2 separate regions of the Mus musculus genome follow, and region 1 is linked to region 2. Evidence: chromatin contacts called from public promoter capture Hi-C data. All regions are on one chromosome and are shown on one strand. Each heading gives the region's core, a stretch centred on a gene start, on an enhancer-like site or on the middle of the called end of the contact. The rest is flanking DNA. Distances are from core to core; before and after follow the strand shown. Region 1 overlaps Zzz3 (zinc finger, ZZ domain containing 3). Region 2 overlaps Nexn (nexilin).

What was found. Capture Hi-C pulls out chosen DNA fragments and counts their contacts.
Region 1: a promoter capture Hi-C map of liver shows a contact between it and region 2. The contact joins two enhancer-like sites. A contact is called at or near these places in 2 of 484 Hi-C or Micro-C datasets (CD8 T cells and hematopoietic stem and progenitor cells) and 3 of 9 other capture datasets (adipose tissue, embryonic stem cells and liver).

Annotation. Positions count from the first base shown.
Region 1 is chr3:152,436,624-152,442,363 of GRCm38.p6, reverse strand. The region is part of intron 4 of Zzz3 (zinc finger, ZZ domain containing 3); the gene reads right to left. Among named protein-coding and RNA genes, the nearest start is that of Zzz3, 43 kb to the right of the region's middle. Within about 2 kb of position 4,148, at least 10 of the 459 cell types and tissues checked have an H3K27ac peak or open chromatin away from gene starts, as enhancers often do. A contact at or near this core is called in liver, where this site is marked.
Region 2 is chr3:152,246,700-152,251,950 of GRCm38.p6, reverse strand. Nexn (nexilin) reads left to right here. Exons shown (of 14, transcript NM_001357206.1): 6 at 2,250-2,291; 7 at 3,583-3,771; 8 at 3,848-4,018; 9 at 4,677-4,865. Among named protein-coding and RNA genes, the nearest start is that of Nexn, 16 kb to the left of the region's middle. Within about 2 kb of position 1,265, at least 3 of the 459 cell types and tissues checked have an H3K27ac peak or open chromatin away from gene starts, as enhancers often do. A contact at or near this core is called in liver, where this site is marked.

The sequences.
Region 1 (5,740 bases), core at 2,899-5,398, 190 kb before region 2:
CATAATACAAAATAAAATCTTAAACAAAAAAAAAGAAAACCTTTAAAAAATTGTATTTTTCATACCTTGGTTTCTTACTTTATGTATACCAAAAGACAAAACAAAAATAAACAAAATCCCTCAACAACTGTTTATAGTATGTTCTTATACAAATTACTTAAAAGAGCCTGAAGATCTCTCATCAATTCTACGAGTTACAGTTAACACCTTTTGCCTACAGTAAACCACTAAGACATACAGCTGCTTTGTGATCAAACACATTATCATTTCCACTCTTCCATTTCCAGAAAGCTGAGTGGCCTTTCAAAATGAAGGCTGTTTTGACTGCTCAATTGTACTTTCAAATCCTAACCATGGAATAGGTTTGTCAACACTTGGTCTTACAGAACACAGTGAGTCCCTCGAGTGTATGAGAACCAGCACGAAAGCTCACAGTCCTCCACGCAGCAATGACATTTCACGTTTAAAAGGCAGGTATGGAAGGGGTAATTCAGTAAGGTTGCCTGCCACCAGGAACTAAGTTCTATCCTCTGGGCCTACATGGTAGAGGGGCAGACTCTACCTCCACACCTCTACCAAGTGTATCCGTCAACATGTAGACATATACACAAATAAATACATGTAATAAAAACATTGTTTAAGCAGCAAGCAGGTTTGAAGACATCGTAGCGCTTGGAAGGCAGAGACAAGACCATGATTTGGAGGTCAGCCTGGGCTACATGGTGAAACCCTGCTTCAAAAGAGAAAAGTAAACAGAGGAAAACACAACAACTAGGATCCTTTCCAGTGGACCTTACAGCCCATGAATACCTTAACATCTTCAAAGACCCTTAGTCAGAATATGTCAAGATATAAGACAGTTAAAGTTCTAAGTGTAACTATCAACTAAATGACACATTTTCTAGCCAGTTCTACAAGTTGCTCTAAGGGTAAATTATGTTATGCGCAACTCTTAACTAAGCTCTTCCAACAACACCCATTTATCAAGGACACCAGCACTGAACAGTATTCTGCAGTATTCTGCAGGTTTACAGGCCTGAGGACAACCCAGGCTAGAGGACAAATTCAAGGCCAGCCTGGTGATAAAGCAACATCCCACGGAAGGAGGCAAGCTGTTTTCAAACATACCGTCATCAAGTAAGATTTAATCATACCTCCATTTATCTATCCACGGTAAGTTTCTGGAATGAATTTGCCAGAACACATACAAAGCTGTGAAAGGAACTGCACACTGCATTCTAAGAGAAAACTGTTAGGCAAATATAATAACATAACATCCACCACTAGCGCACGATCACAGAATCTCAGAGCTGGACAGAAGGCGCCACGTTTAAGACAAGCAGTGAGCCGAGGCTGCTCAGAAGCATTTGCATGATGCAGCCCTGGTTCAATCCCCAGTAGCACACAAGGAGGGTAGTGATTGCTGTTACGCTATTAAAACGTTTCCAATAATAACATACAAACTCAGAGCACAAGTGTGAAACATGAAAATAAATCCCCATGATACCAACATTATGAAATAAAGTTGATATATTTTAATCTAGTGAGAAAAATATGTAATTTTATAAAATATAGGAGAATAAAAACGCTAAATTAATTTTTTACCAAGTTACATAAAAGATTTTATTCACAGTACAGAGGAATAAGAATTTCTGCTAAATAAATTTGTGCTTTAGAGATTACCAACACTATTATTGAGTATTCCCCCATATATCTGGGAATAAAAATTGGGCCTAAGATTTAAGGAACTCCTAGGAAAGAATGCACATTACTAACAATGTATCATCAAAATTGTAACAAGTGTCCCTTTCTAACATAAGATGCTCAGCAGAGGCACAGGGTACCTGGGAACTCTGCAGTGCATTCCTAATTAATCTGCAAACTGAAAACTATGCTTGCAAAAGTTCCTCTTAAGCTACTAACATAGTTCCTAAGAATCTGCAGGTTTCTCAAGGAGCAAGGCTCTCCCAAGGGTGGAAACTCTCAGGAACTGGTCACAGTCCCCTCACTACCCTTGTAGAAGTCACGGATTGGTTTTTACTCCCTCAAAACACTCATTTTTCTTGTAAACACACAGTGTTTGTTTTTTAACATTATTACTAAAATTATAATACCTTTACAACAAAGAACACTCACAAGTCTGTAATTCCTGAGACCATTTTGGTGCTCTTCTTAAATGAACAGAAAACCGTATTTCAGGTATTCCAGTACACCACATGATTTGGCTAAAGACAACCTAAGCTGCTTTTAACACTGCCGGATGCCAGCTCATGGGGCCCTCATGGTGGTAGGTTATCTCAATATACATAGAAAACCTATCGCCGGGCATGGTGGCGCACGCCTTTAATCCCAGCACTCGGGAGGCAGAGGCAGGCAGATTTCTGAGTTTGAGGCCAGCCTGGTCTACAAAGTGAGTTCCAGGACAGCCAGGGCTACACAGAGAAACCCTGACTCGGGGGAAAAACAAAAACAAAAACAAAAAAAAACCAAAACAAACCAACAACAACAACAACAAAAAGAAAACCTACCTCAACACAGTCTGCTACTATCTTTAAATTTTTCCCCAATTAAGGGGGGTAAATTGTCAATAATTAGCTTTTCTTTGTTAAAAATAAGATTCTATATTTTCGCTCTAAGTGCTGCCATCATAAGAGGTATTGTTTCCAACATGTCTTATACATTTTACATTATAAGCAGAGTAAAACTCAACAAACAAAACAAGAAAAATATAATTCTCTCTTCGTGTTTCTCAGGGGAGTATCTCCAATTTATTATTATGATCACAGTCTTCTATACTATTATTTTATATATCATTATGATCACATTTTATATATCATTATGATCAAATTTTATATATCATCATGACCACAGTCTTCTATACTATTTTATATATCATTATGATCACATTTTATATATCATTATGATCAAATTTTATATATCATCATGACCACAGTCTTCTATACTATTTTATATATCATTATGATCACATTTTATATATCATTATGACCACAGTCTTCTATACTATTTAGGCATTTTTACAGTAACACGTGTCACTGAGTTACCCTTTACCAGGTAATTAAGCACACAACTCCATCACAACTTTACACTAACCCATCATGACCGGGGTCCCCCAACAGCCCCGCCAACTATCTGCTTTCATCTCATTAATGTGCTGTTCTAGCTGACACCCATACCTGCTGGGCCTGCTCACGGTTTTCAGATTCCTAGCACCTCTACTTTATGTCTCTTTCTCTCCTCCTTCCCTTTTTTTTTGTATGTTTAAAGTTGCTTTTAAAGGTTATGGGGGGGGGGGACATGAGTGTTTTGCTTGCATGTATGTTTGTGCACCTTCACTGTAAGGTGCCATATAGGTGCTGGGAGTCAAATCTGGGTCTGCAAAAGCAGCAAGCGCCCTCAACTGCTAAGCCATTTCTCTAGCCACTCCGCCTTCTTCTTTATGGCCAAATAATATTCCACTACAATAAGTCATCAGCTGCTGGATGTCTGGGTTGTCTCTACCTTTTGGCTATTATGACTTGTGCTATACTGTGAACATCTGCATCTAAGTTCTTGTTTGAACAACATTTTTTAATTCTTTGGGGCATTTGAAAGGAGAACTTGGCCTATAAAGGCATTGTATTTTTATATATGTGGTATATTACCTGAAGTTGTTTTATGTTGTACAGTCATGCAAACATATGAAGGTCAGAAGATGACTCAAGGTGTCTTCCTTCAATACTCCCTACCTTATATAAAAATAGGACCTCACTTGCAGATTTGTCTATTCTAGCTGGCAGCTTGCTTTAGGGAATGCCTTCTCAGCTCCAAGCACTGGGATTACAGGGGATCTTGCTTGTGGACTTCTGGGATCCCAATTTTATCCTCCTGGTTATTACACAAGTGTGTTATCTTCTGAGCCATCTCTCCAACCCCCAAGGACAAGTTTAGCACATTACACTAGTTGTTTCTTTTCTTCCCTACAAACAGCAGGACACCTGGCCCAGGGGGTCCAATCGGCTACCTAATCAGTGACTACAGCACTCTCCAGACTGTAAACAGATACAGGGCAATGTTCATGGTCCTGTACTGCTACTGGACCATAGCAGACATAATACAAAGCAGCAGCATAGCAAATGAACCCCAGTACAGCGGGAACTGAGAAGAACAAGGACAGAACAGAGAATGAGGCACACCCCGTCTTCGATACTGGCAGGCGAGGCACAACTGGGCAGTAGTTCCTGAGCTCGGCTAGTCAAAAGTCTACTGCTCTTTACTTAACCTTTTTGACTCACGTATGCTATATACCTGCACTGAAATATCATTCTAAATTCTCATTAAGGTATTCAACTATCATACACAAAGGAATTAAAACAAGTCAACCTCCTTAAATCATGTTAATAAAAAAAGTATGTATGTACTCTACATGCATGCCAGGTACTCATGGAAACGTCAAGAGAGCTAAGAATCCCTGACCTGGACTTGCAGGTGATTGTGAGCCACCTGCTGTGGGTCCTCCGCAAACACAGCAATGCTCTTTACTGCTCCAGCCCCTCCAGCTCCGGTTTGTTGTTGTTGTTGTGGTTGTTTTTGTTTTTTAAGTGTGTGTGTACACTTGAGGGCAGGTGCCTGATGAGGTTAAAGATATCAGAATGAGAATTACAGTTGTGTACCACCCAAAGTGGATGCTGGGAACTGAACTTGGGTCCTTATCAATAGCAATATGTACTCAAACACTGAAGATAGCTGAGTGGGTTTCTAGTCCCTGCCACTAACAATGTAACAAAGTGTGCTTCTGTTGCCTTAACTTCATTTTCATTGCTTACTAAGGGGAGGGACTATGTACAGGGATGGAGGGGTGTTCTTTCAAAATAGGGTCTTATTATCTAGGCAGCCTGGCCTAGAACTCACTCCCAAGTGCAGGAGCACAGGCACACAGTGTCATACCTGGAGCCAATCACTCAATTAAATAAGCTTCATAAAAGTTCAAAGACCTTGAATCTGAATTTTTACTCATATTATAGAGCTGCTTGTACCCTAAACCTGGGGTTCTTGTGGGAACCGAACTTAAAGGGCCTTTCAAACTGTTCCTACTGCTTTTCTAAATGTGCAAAAAGCAAGAAAACAACAGAATAAAGCCAAAAGAAACCAAAACCAAAACCAAAAAAGCCGGCTTTTCTCTAAAAAAGAGAAAGGCAAGTCTCACTGTCTTCTGCAGATAGTCCATTATATCTGAGTTGGATCAAATGCTCTCGTCTCCTCCCCCAGGAGGTTTAGCTCACTTGCTCTAGACACACTCACTGTAATGTACCTCCTAGTCTGCTATTGCAGCTGCAAGGCCTCATGGAACAGAAACAAGGTGTGTATCGGGTATGGGTGCAGACTGAATGCATGTGGAAGACAGAGCTCCACAGCAGCCCTCCATCTCCCTCCAACTTATTTTCTGAGACAGTGTTTTTCACTGAAGGATCACTGATTGGATACACCGAATGGCCAGCCAACTCCCGAGACCCACCCTTCAGAGCCAGTGTTAGAGACAAACCAGTTCTCTTCTTCCAAGTCCTTCAGCCCTGAACCAGATGCACACCATTCTGTACTATTTCAAAAGCCTACACACCAAACTCAAGACTGTAAAAATACATTAAAATTACATATATAAACATTTGACAATAAAAACTTTATCTCAAAACACAACTCTGTATGTTTTTTATTCCCAATTTTTATACTCCAATTCAATTATAAA
Region 2 (5,251 bases), core at 16-2,515:
AGTCAAATTATAAAATGAGAATTATTAAATGTTTATATTATATTTAACTCAAAATTTTAAGCATGTAGATATAGGAGTTAAGATTATAGTTATATCAAGATTATAAACAATCCTGAAGTATATAAATTGTGACATCTAATACAGTATACCATGTATATATATAAAATATCTTTCAGTCTTCTATACTTTCAGTGAGCCTGACTATAATAAAGACTGGATGTTCAAAAGTAAATTAAAAACACACATACACACACACACACACACACACACACACACACGTATATTCATGAAAAAAAAAAGTCAGTGTGTTTACAGCAAACACTTGCTGTATGTAGGGTGCCATAGAACCCTGGCTAATAATATTTTAGCCCTAAGAAATTAAGAGTACCACAGCAATGTAGTAATAGTAACTTCTTCTTATAAATATGGAAAGTCTAATTCTGAAATAGAAGTACCTTTTCCACTCAAATTTAACATGACTTCATGGAGTATGGTGTAATGTTTGTTTACAGTTTACCAATACAACCCACCGTGCTGAGAGGTGTTCCTGAGCTCAGAAAGGTTAAAGTGATCACCAAGATAATTGCCAATTCTAAGATTGCAGGATCTTACAAAGACTTTAAAAGGAATATACCTTGTATATTAGATATTAGAATAAAAAAATTTCATTGGAAAACCCTGTAGGTGAATTATCTGGTTAACTCTGAAGATACCTGATGGACAAAATTAAGTCCATCCTTTTGACACAGAGATGGTCTTGGTGGGAGATGGGATCTTGAGAAGAGGCAGGGAAAGAAATCTGAGGAAGAAACAAATTTGCTTTACATAAAGAAAAAAAAAGTTTAGAAACAGTTATGTAATGTTAACTTGTGAAAGTCAGCAATAACTGAATGTGAACGTCTGTTCTTGACTACACTAGTAGCATAGCACCCCTCAAATAAATGTATCATTTTCCATGTTTGTTGAAAAAAACACACGACTGTATCTTTTGTTGCCTTGTGGTGGTTTAAAGTGAACAAAAGTAAAAGAAAGCAACAGCAACAGAAATGTAAGCTTCAAAAAATTAAAGGCCCACAGACCAGGGCCTAGAAAAGCTGTAGGAGATAAGAAACTTAGATTTAAAGAGCTCTTTCTCTTTCCTGTATTCTCACTGTCTGGCTTCTCAGAGTTCCTGGGTCTTTTTTTATTGAATTACTTGACTGTTCATTAGAAAACAGTTTATTTTGTAATGAACTGTTGTACTTTAAACTTTACTGTTCTATTTTTGAGACATGGTGACACGATGTAGCCCTGGCTGGCCTGGAGCTTGACATATAGGTGAGGCTGAGTTTAGACTTGCAGAAGTTATCCTGTCCAACTTTAACTTCATAAAAGTTCTTACTTGTCTGTTGCTTCTGTTTCCTTTTCCTGAGAGTTCAGACACTGCATTGTTAGAATCACCTATCTTCTCTCAGCATTTTGCTCAGGTACCAGCCTGCCCATGAAGCTAACCCAATGTTTCTTCAGCTTCAAAGAAGTGTGCTTCAAATGATGGCCTTTCCCTAATTCAGTATGAGAACATATTATAAGTACCAGAACTATCCTCCTTGTAAAATCTACCTGATATTTCTACCATACTTTATTATTGTATCAGTTACATTCTTGCCGGATATCTTTGATAAGAAATAGGGTCACAGGCTGGGTGTGGTTGTACATGCCTTTAATCCCAGCATTCAAGAGGTAGAGGCAGGCAGATCTCTGTAAATTTGAGGTTAGCCTGGTCTACAAGGAGAGTTCTAGGACAGCCAGGGCTACACAGAGAAATACTCTTTCAATAAAAGATTAGAAAGAAAAAGAAAGAAAGAAAGAAAGAAAGAAAGAAAGAAAGAAAGAAAGAAAGAAAGAGAGAGGAAGAAAGAAAGAGAGAGGAAGAAAGAAAAGAGAGAAAGAAAGAAAAGAAAAGAAAAGAAAAGAAAAGAAAGAAAAGAAGAGAAAAGGAAAGAAAAGAGAAAAAAGAAAAGAAAGAGGGTCACCACTATTTGATTGCTTGGGATGAATCTTCCTTCTACTATCTCAGGGGCAAGAGGATGGAGGGCACCTTTTTATATCTCACTTTAAATTGCTACTAAGTTAAAATTCATTCCTTGTAAGCTCACAGTCAAGTTGAAGTTTTACCACAAGCCATGGATAAATTACTTTTCAGATGTATGTTTAAAAGCATCAAGCAGAGATTCAACGTAATGTAACGATATGAAATTCTCATTCAATAGATTGAGGACATAAACAATACGGGAACCGAGTCCGCATCAGAGGTAACAGACATTTCCTTTAATGAACATTCACTGAATACCTGGTTCACAGAGACACGTAGAGGCTTTTACTTCACTACTGAGTATAAATATCACAATAACAAAAGTCAATGGTTTGCAAAGGCAAGAGTATACTTTGACTCTTACAAGTAGTTCAAAGAAAAGTATGCTTCTGCCTGCCCGGCTGGGCCATGAAGACCGCGTCCACGAGTCTTTTAGGGACACACGTTTCCTGAACTAACATCTAAAGCTGCTGAAAGCTGACATTTTAAAAGGGATTTTACTTTCCACCATTTGTCCTCTTTCCTCACAGTCCCTAAGAGCTCATGTTCTGGTTTTCACATACTAGCGTAGAGAGGAGTGTGTACTACAATGAAGGAATGTCCAGCCATAAAAACAGCCCAGTTAACTAGCAAAGTTAAAAATCCAGCCAACCAATTTGATGGTGTGCCTAAAATTATGATACAAAAGTTGGAAAAATTTTAATTTAGGGGCATATGTTATACTTTATAATCTTTATTTTTGAAAAAAGTTAAGAGATAACGATAAATTTGTAATAAAACCAATTAAAATCGATTTTGAGAATGCATTTAGCCATGTGTAGTGGTGCAGGGTTTTAATTCTAGCATTAAGGAGGCAGAGGCAGGTGCATCTCTGTAGTTCAAGGCCAGCCTGGTCTACATAGCAAGTTCCAGGATAGTCAGAACTACATAGAGAGACCTTGTCTCAACAAAGAAACCCAAGAATTTGTTTTAATCATTAATAGGATAAATGCTTTACAGTTTTATCTATATTGTGAGTGTTAGTACATCACTTGGGTGAATATTCAATGGCTTTTTTCATTAAACACTACTTTATTAAGTACTGAAAAGCTTGGATGGAGAAGCAGATCATGGAGTAAACTTTGTTGTTTGTTTAACCATAAACTATCCACCATCAAATTGGTTTGAAGTATGCTCACATGCACAACACCTTTTGTGCAATTAATGTAGAGTGTCTAAAGTAAGTTACTTAACCAGGCAAATCAATTCTATCTTTCAAATCATAGACTGCTCCTTGAAACTGCCATCAGTGGATCTCAGTAAAACTGATTCATGCATAGTGAGTTTAGAGAAAAATGTAGTTAATAGTAACGAGTTTAAGAATAAGGTTTTTTTTTTTTGTTTTGTTTTTTGTTTTGTTTTGTCCTTTATAGCCTTGACAGCAATGTAATTCACCACTTATGGAGGTGAAGTACCCTACCACCTACATTTTTATTAAGGATATGGATGCTAATTATGTATCTTACACATAGGAAGGAGATGACTCACTACTTATAACAGTGGTACCTGCCAAATCATACAAAACACCTGGAAAAACAAAGGATCCTGAGGACCTGGACAGAGAAGAAGGAAATGGGAGAACCAACCATGAAGAAGATAAAATGAGATATGAAGAAGAGTGCCGAGTTCTCAAAGAAGCAAAATGTCTTTCATTAGTCATGGTAATTTTTTTTTACAAGAATAAATCAAAAGTTTAGTTTAACAATTGCCCTTTGGGTAACAAGTTTGTTTGCATAGGATGATGAAACAGAGGCCAAAAAAGAATCACATTTTCCTGGAAAATTGAAATCAACTTTTGAAGAACTGGAACGACAAAGACAAGAAAATCGCAAGAAGCAAGCGGAAGAGGAAGCGAGACGACGCTTAGAAGAAGAGAGACGTTCCTTTGAGGAGGCGAGAAGGCACATGGCAAGTATCTGTTAACCTTGCCTTTCACGAGAGGCAACGTGCTCCACTGATGCTTCCTGCCAATCCAAGGCGGTCTCTCTAAATGGGGCTACCTCATTTCATTGTTCTATCTTCATAGTACTATGCATCGGACCTAGTACATACTAAACAGGTGCTCTACCACTGACACCAAGTCCTAAAAGGCATGTTTTGAAACTGTATGTATATTACAGTTCACTTGTAAATATTTTTTTGCGTTTTCACTTTGGGGCATGTTATCCAATATGCTTTGAACTTTTAATATTGTATACTAAGTTAATATAAATGTATTACTCAGTGCATGGTTTTTTCTTTCTGTGTAAGTTAAAGTGTATTTAATAATATGGCTGTAGGACATTTTCACGTCAGATTGTGAATTTCACTTGAGGCGCACAGATTTAGAATTTCAGCTACTTAGGAGGGTGAAGAAGGAAGAACACACATTCAAGGCTAGCCTGTACTACCGAACCAGTCAAGAGTTAGAGGCCAACCTGGGCAATATTCACCAGAAGGAACTGAAGTATTCTGGGAGCTTTGAAATAATACTCTTGTCTAGTTGCTAGCCACATACCTTTCTACCAGTAATCCATTCCTGTGCCCAAGAGCCTCAAGTTTTAGTAATGTATAGTTTCTTTATTAGGTAAATGAGGAGGATGAAAACCAAGATAGAGAAACAGTTTTTAAAGAGTACCGCCCAGGAAAACTCAAACTCAGTTTTGAGGAAATAGAAAGGCAAAGGAGAGAAGACGAAAAACGAAAAGCAGAGGAGGAGGCCCGAAGGAGAATAGAGGAAGAGAAGGCGGCATTTGCTGAAGCAAGGAGAAGCATGGTAAGACAAAAGCTAACTCAACAGTGGTTTGGAATTCAGCATGTGTGTATGGTATGTGTACTTGCCCAAGCTAGGAGAAGCCAGACAACCTTGGATGCCATTCTCTGACAGGACTGGCTAGCAGTCTGAGGAATCCGCTTGTCTCTGCCTCCCCTGTGCTGAGATTACAGGTGTGCACCTGGTTTTACTTGGGCTCTGGGGACTCAACTCAGATCCTCATGTTTCCAAGACAAGGACTTTACTTAATAAGCTCTCAAGTCTAGCCCAAGGATTCTGTCTGTAGAGCATGTAAATGAAGTGACTAGACTCTGAGGAGGAACAGCCACCCTATCATCTCTGCAGTCTGTAGAAGAGGATGAGTGCAAATAGCAGGTACTTGTCAGCAT